Linked DNA regions of Rattus norvegicus: region 1 is linked to region 2. Evidence: chromatin contacts called from public Hi-C data. All regions are on one chromosome and are shown on one strand. The core of a region is the stretch at or near the end of the contact, and the rest is flanking DNA. Distances in the headings are between cores, read along the strand shown.

The links. Hi-C and Micro-C count contacts between places; a contact is called where the count stands out from the background.
Region 1: a Hi-C map of liver shows a contact between it and region 2, with 2.9 times the contacts expected there. The contact joins the enhancer-like site here to the promoter of Nmnat1 in region 2. A contact is called at or near these places in 8 of 12 Hi-C or Micro-C datasets (the A7r5 cell line, the Rat2 cell line, frontal cortex and 4 more).

What each region holds. Positions count from the first base shown.
Region 1 is chr5:165,272,013-165,275,433 of GRCr8, forward strand. It overlaps Ctnnbip1 (catenin, beta-interacting protein 1), which reads left to right. Exons shown (of 5, transcript NM_001173388.1): 3 at 216-336; 4 at 938-1,028. The coding sequence starts at 241. Among named protein-coding and RNA genes, the nearest start is that of Ctnnbip1, 29 kb to the left of the region's middle. Within about 2 kb of position 1,524, at least 3 of the 93 cell types and tissues checked have an H3K27ac peak or open chromatin away from gene starts, as enhancers often do. A contact at or near this core is called in liver, where this site is marked.
Region 2 is chr5:165,209,856-165,213,447 of GRCr8, forward strand. Nmnat1 (nicotinamide nucleotide adenylyltransferase 1) reads right to left here and starts at 1,358. Exons shown (of 5, transcript NM_001037556.2): 1 at 1,319-1,358. It overlaps Lzic (leucine zipper and CTNNBIP1 domain containing), which reads left to right and starts at 1,504. Exons shown (of 7, transcript NM_001013241.2): 1 at 1,504-1,780; 2 at 3,175-3,283. The coding sequence starts at 3,183. It also overlaps the pseudogene LOC134479087.

The sequences.
Region 1 (3,421 bases), core at 274-2,773, 62 kb after region 2:
TCTGGAATAAGAGCTCCTCAGCTGTACTACCTGGGCCTCAGGTCAGAAGGCATGGAGGGCCCACCACCTCCCCTACAACCTCTCCTGTGCTTTCAGAAATGAGGTCCCTACTGGGGAGGGTCTGTTTGAGAAAGGGCTGCATCACTTACAAGGGTTGGTATTAGAGTATATCTCATCCTGATAGTCTCCCCATAATGTTCCCCGTCTCCTTACAGGGGTCCCCAGAACTGGGCCACGGGGATGAACCGTGAGGGAGCACCCGGGAAGAGTCCGGAGGAGATGTACATTCAGCAGAAGGTCCGCGTGCTGCTCATGCTGAGGAAGATGGGGTCAAATGTGAGTGCCTGGGGGCTGTCCAGGAGCAGGGCCTGCTGCCCTGAAGGAGGGAAGGTACAGCTGCAGTTACTTCCTGGGGAGGGCTGTGGGCCTGTGGATTAATCTCTCTGCTGCCAGTTCAGGAATCCCCAACGCAGAGCCCACACGCTCACTTTAGGGAGCATTGCTGAGGTTATCTTTCCACTCCATTTTTATTTTGGGCAGGGACGGTGAGGACTTTACCCCTCCTTTCTGATCCTCAGTGACCTCAGAGAGGCTTCTCTCCTGGGGCAGATACGGGGCAGCTGGGCAGGGCGACCACTGGAGAGAGCAGTAGAGCAAGCACAGGGCATCTTTTGAAAAAGAAATGGAGAAACCCGAGACTGCTGATGGCCATTGGTGTGTGGCCGGGGACTGGGCTTTCATATCTACCCCACCCCAGAGTAGACACTGATCTAGATCCAGAGTGGCAGGCATGTGAATGTCGGGGACCAGGACGGGAGCAGGATGTGACTGCTGGGACAGATGCCAGGCATAGAGGGCAAGGAGCAAGAGGGGAGGTGCAGGGGCAGCAAGTGCGGGGTCCACGCTCCTCTCTCATCTCAGCGCTTTCACCCTGCAGCTGACTGCCAGCGAGGAGGAATTCCTGCGCACCTATGCAGGGGTCGTCAACAGCCAGCTCAGCCAGCTGCCACAGCACTCCATCGACCAGGGTGAGCCAAGGGCCAGGCACAAAGCTGAATGGGTGGCCTGGGAGTTCAGGAAAAGGGGAGCAGACAGTGTTCCTTCCCATGCACAGGCTCCTGTCTGGTCCCAGCAATGGGGATCCAACAAGGCAGGTGGTGATGTCTTTCTAGGCCTGGAGGGAGGAGGACGAGGTAGAGTGTCTGGAGCCTTGTGCAACCACAGAGGGTCTGGTTATTGCATCCCTTAACCTTCAGCCTGTTCCCTGTCTGCTCAGCACCTAGTTCAGGGACCACGAAACTGCTCAATGTTCTGAGATTTCTGTCCCTGTCAGGGACAACTGTGCAGGGACTGGTGGGCCGGCCCTTAACAGGAAGAGGTGGCTCAAAGGGCCTGATATCTCTACATGCAAAAGGGATCCTCACAGTCAAACCTTCACTCCGGTGTTTATTGTAGAGCAGGGCCTGTGCCAGGGATCGATACATAGTGTTTGACTGTTGACAGCTGTTTCTTGTATGACTTCCAGCTAGCAGGCAGTGTTTGGGGATCAGGAAGTAATTGCCCTTGACCACACCGAGGTGCCCAGGAGCCTCACTGCTGGGCTGCTGGGCTGCTGGGCTGCTAGCTCCCTGTCCCCTTGCTTCTTGTGGAGCCTCCTCCCCTCCGAGAGCCCCACCTGACTCTCTAGCACAGTGTTCTGAGCAGCGTCTCCTCATGGTCCTTTTCTGGTAGGCTTTCATGCTTGGTTGGGGCTGTACAGTATTTTAGTGAGCCAGGCAGTGTAGGTCACACCCTTAATCCCAGGAGGCCAGCTTGTTCTACAGACCAAGTTCTAGGAGTGCCAGGGCTACACAGAGAAACCCTGTCTCAAATTAAAAAAAAAAAAGATACTTGAGTGGCCCGTGGCATGTCCAGACAGGAGCAGCCACCAGAGCAGAGCAGAGAGCAGAGGAGAGCAGAGGAGAGCAGAGCAGAGAGCAGAGCAGAGAGCAGAGCAGAGAGCAGAGCAGAGCAGAGAGCAGAGCAGAGCAGAGCAGAGAGCAGAGCAGAGCAGAGCAGAGAGCAGAGCAGAGAGCAGAGCAGAGGAGAGGAGAGCAGAGAGCAGAGCAGAGAGCAGAGGAGAGCAGAGCAGAGCAGAGAGCAGAGCAGAGAGCAGAGAGCAGAGCAGAGAGCAGAGAGCAGAGCAGAGGAGAGGAGAGAGCAGAGAGCAGAGCAGAGCAGAGAGCAGAGCAGAGCAGAGCAGAGAGCAGAGAGGAGAGCAGAGGAGAGCAGAGGAGAGGAGAGAGCAGAGAGCAGAGCAGAGAGCAGAGCAGAGCAGAGAGCAGAGCAGAGCAGAACAGAACAGAGAGCAGAGCAGAGCAGAGAGCAGAGCAGAGAGCAGAGCAGAGCAGAGCGCAGAGCAGAGAGCAGAGCAGAGAGCAGAGCAGAGGAGAGCAGAGCAGAGGAGAGGAGAGAGCAGAGAGCAGAGCAGAGCAGAGGAGAGCAGAGCAGAGCAGAGAGCAGAGCAGAGCAGAGAGCAGAGCAGAGCAGAGCAGAGATCAGAGCAGAGGAGAGGAGAGAGCAGAGCAGAGCAGAGAGCAGAGCAGAGGAGAGCAGAGGAGAGCAGAGGAGAGGAGAGAGCAGAGAGCAGAGCAGAGAGCAGAGCAGAGCAGAGAGCAGAGCAGAGAGCAGAGCAGAGGAGAGCAGAGGAGAGCAGAGGAGAGGAGAGAGCAGAGAGCAGAGCAGAGCAGAGAGCAGAGCAGAGCAGAGAGCAGAGCAGAACAGAACAGAGAGCAGAGCAGAGCAGAGAGCAGAGCAGAGAGCAGAGCAGAGAGCAGAGCAGAGAGCAGAGAGCAGAGCAGAGAGCAGAGCAGAGAGCAGAGCAGAGAGCAGAGAGCAGAGAGCAGAGAGCAGAGCAGAGAGCAGAGCAGAGAGCAGAGAGCAGAGCAGAGAGCAGAGCAGAGCAGGGTGTCTGCTGTGTTGAGGCTGCTGGGGAGGAAAGCAGGTCAGTCACACTAGGCTGCCATTCCCATTATCCTTCATGTTGTGGGCTCAGCCCTAGATACAGGGGTCGCTTCCCCAACTCAGAAGAGTCCTCCAGGGAACCTTGAGCAGCCCAGCACCTGGGGGCTGTGCGTGTATCACACAAAACTACATCCCGGCAGGCCTGCTCAAGTACTCTGCAGCCAAGCGTGTTTACGGTCGACCCCACCTTCCCACTGGCTCTGGAAGGAGTCCTTTTCTTCTTGATGGCTGGTCTGGGTTTCTCCACCTAGCTCCTAAGCCAGGTCCACCTGAGCACTTCAGACTTCTGAGCTAGTTCCAAGGGACTCTGTCCTCCCACATGATCCTGAGTTATTGGGTCTCTGAGTCTCTGCAAATGTCCCTGGTTCCCACCCTTAATAGGACAGGTGAGGAACCGAACCTTGGGACCAGGCAGGAT
Region 2 (3,592 bases), core at 108-2,607:
TTGTGGGTTACAACAGTCTTCCGTATTACTACAGCCAATTATTTTGTAGAACACATAAGTTGACCTAAGTGAGTCTGAGCCTCCCTCGGCTGCTGTGACACAACACTCTGACCAAAAGCAATTGGGGAGGAAAAGTTCTTTTGCCCTTTACTTCCAGGTCAATCCATCACTGACGGAATTGGGGCACCAGCTCTAGGAGAAACATGAAGCAGACAGTACTGAGGAATGCTGCCTCCTGGCTTGAACTCACTCTGTAGACCAGTCTGGCCCTGAACTCACAGATATCATCCTGCCTCTGCCTCTATAGTGCCAATGCCCAGTACCCAGCAAACTAATACAGCCCAGGACCACCTGCCAGGAATAGTGTCGCCCAGTGGGCTGGGCCCTCCTCTAACAATTTACAGGACAGCCTTACACAGACATGGCCACAGATCTGGACAATTCTTCAATCAAGGTTTTCCTTTCAGATGACTCTAGGCTATGACAGTTAGCAGTTAAAAGTAATCTATGAACTCTTAGCCCCATCCCCACCCCCACCCCATCTTTAACCTCACAAAGGCATCTCGATAAGCTATAACCTTTCAATCCCTTGTCTCCAAAGTCTCCTGTTAACATTGTAATATCAAGCATAAGCCAACTTTCAAATTCTCAGTCTTTAAAAATTTCAACTTTTAAAAGTTCTGAGTCTCAAAGTCCAAGTCTTTTAGTCATGAGCTCCTGTAAAATACAAAATAAGTTTCAGACTTTCTAATCCCAAATGGGAAAAACCAGAGAATAGGAATGATCCCAACAAAGCAAACCCAGAATCCAACAGTGTAATTCAATATCCGATATTTGGGACTCACGATCTGGGTTCCAAAGAGCTGGCATAGCCCTATCTCCACTCAGTTCCCTGGCAACTCAGTACAGTCCACTCAGCAGCTACTTTCCTAGTTCTCAAAGGCTGTGTGCGCATGCTCTTTCCCAAATTTGGAAATGATTAAGAGGTAAAGTCTGTCTCAATGCCGGCTTTCCCACATTGCCTCTCACTTCCCTTTAAGTTCATGGGCGCCTGCTCTCCAGAAGCCTCTAGACAGGAAAACCCCATGCCACTCCAAAGGGTGAACTGACCTGCATCAAAGTCACTGGAAATTTTACCAACTTTTTGGTTCCAAGAACTAAAGGGCAAGAGTTGACTATGAAGACCTGGCCCCGGGGACCGTTACGAAGGTCTCTATAGGTCCAGCCATTGTGCATTCTCCCTTGCTTGACAAAATACGGGGCGTCGGGCTAACGGTCCCAAAGGTGCGTCTCCTAGGTCCTTGGGTTGGGTGCTTACCAGGCCGTGAAGGCCAAACGGCCCTAGTCCTCCAGGAGACAACCTCGGCCCGGACGCCAGCGCAGGGAACACCGAAGCGGCGCTCTCATTGGTCCCACGAAGCCGGAAGTGCGCGAGTCCAGCGGAAGTGCTCGCTCCATGTGGTCCGCCCGGCCAGGGCGTCAGGTAGGCGGGGCTCCTGGTTCCAAATTCTGGGATCTGTTAGCCGGCGGCCGGCGGGGACGCCATAGCAGAAGGAGGTTGTCCTGTTTCTCATCAGGGAGGACCGAGAAGCGTTTCGCAGGCGTAGGACTCCCCGCCACCTCAGGTGACCACTGGGCCTGCTGGAGCCCGGCCTTGGCGGGACCTGCAGACCGGAGCTTGGAGTTCGTCCGCGAGGAGGAGACTGGCGCCCGAGCGTGGCAGTTTATTTTTGTTCCGGTGGTCCTGGGCCGAGCGCTGCTCCCTTCCGTCCCCGAGAAGGTGTGCTTTCTGCCCTTGCCTGTTCGTGCTTCTGTGACAGTTTTCCTCAAGCCGTGCCCTGAGTGCAGTGTGCTTTGGCCTCACCCAGAGGAAACCTCAGCAAAAGCTACAGGAGGCACAGTCCAGGGATTCTGTGGCCTCTCCTGCACCTTCCTAGGAATGGAGAATGTATTTTAATTACAGTCTGCTTAAAGGGAAGTTTTCTGGACTCAGTAGGCCAAGTTCAGACATAGCAAATAAAACGGTAACAGTTTACCTTGTTCTAGCCAACTCCACCCCTAGGAGGTTTGAAGTTTGAGCCTCCTGTAAACTCTATAACAGCTTCGCTTTCCTCAAATTGATGACACCCAGAGCTCCAACAGTTGGCGATTTGTACAATTTGAGACCCATCAGCTCCGTACACAGTACAGAATACTAGAAGCCCGGTGAGCGTGAATAAATATTTACCACTCCAGATGACAACTGGCCCTTTTCAGCAGTCTCAAAGGAAATGCATCACTTCTGTTCAGTACTAGGTGGTGCCAGTGAGTTAAATCTTTCTGGCCTAAATCTGTAGTGTGTGGTTAAAGGGTTTGTCTTGGTTTTGTTAACAAGTCTCCATATTTCCTTAATTTATTCAGAATAACTTTGCTTTTTGAGACTTTGCGGCTTGGGAGTGTGTCCTGGTAATAGTGCTTATGTAGTACTCTGGTCCTTCCCTTTCCCCCCAAGAAGAGATAGGTAGATTTTCTGTTAAACAGTAATAACTCCCTGTGCAGGGGATTTATCTTAATGGTAGAGTGCTTGCTTAGGAATGAGGTTCTGGATTCAATCCCCTGTTCTGGGGAAAAAAAAAAAAAGTCTGGGCATGTTGGCACATACCTGTAATGCTAGAAATCCTAGATGTAATATATTATTTTCATTTTATATTTTTTTGAAAGTTACTTTTTTAAAAATTTTTTATTTATTTTATGTATATGAGTCACTGTAAGCTGTCTTCAGACACACCAGAAGAGGTTTTGGATTGCATTACAGATGGTTGTGAGCCACCATGTGGTCGCTGGGAATTGAACTCAGGACCTCTGGAAGAGCAGTCAGTGCTCTTAACCACTGAGCCATCTCTCCAGCTCTTCATTTTATATTTTTATAATTTACTTTTTACTTTTTTGGTTTTTCAAGACAGGGTTTCTCTGCCCTGGGTGCTCTAGAACTCTCTTTATAGACCACACTGGTATTGAACTCAGAGATTCGACTGTCTCTGACTCCTGAATGCTGGGATTAAAGGCATGCACCACCAACACCCAGCATTTTAGATTTTCTTAAAGTTGAATTCCACTGATATGTCGACTCTTCCCAATGCAAATGTACTCATGTAACCAAATACAATGTAGTCATGTAGCTTACTGTTCTTACAGTGATTAAAATGGCTTCCAGAGGAAAGACGGAGACAAGCAAACTAAAGCAGAATTTAGAAGAGCAGTTAGATAGACTGATGCAGCAGCTACAAGATCTGGAGGAATGCAGGTAAGTTATAACTATATGTTCTTACTCTGTAAACTCCTGTTTGTAAGAAGCGATGTCAAGCTCCATGGATGCAAGCTGGCGTGTGACTTTGGTCTCCTCTGTCATATTTTACAGCACTTTGTCTGTCTGTAGAAGCAAACTTGTCAAGCTTTGTAGTCATAAAGCCTCAGATGTAGAAGACTTAAAATACTTAAGTCCTGGAAATAACAACGCTTACTTTGTCTTTAGTATTTTAAACGGCTTTGCCTAGCATGAACTCCCTGCTAATTGCTAACAATAGTATGATTGGGCTGGGGGTTGGGGGGCGAG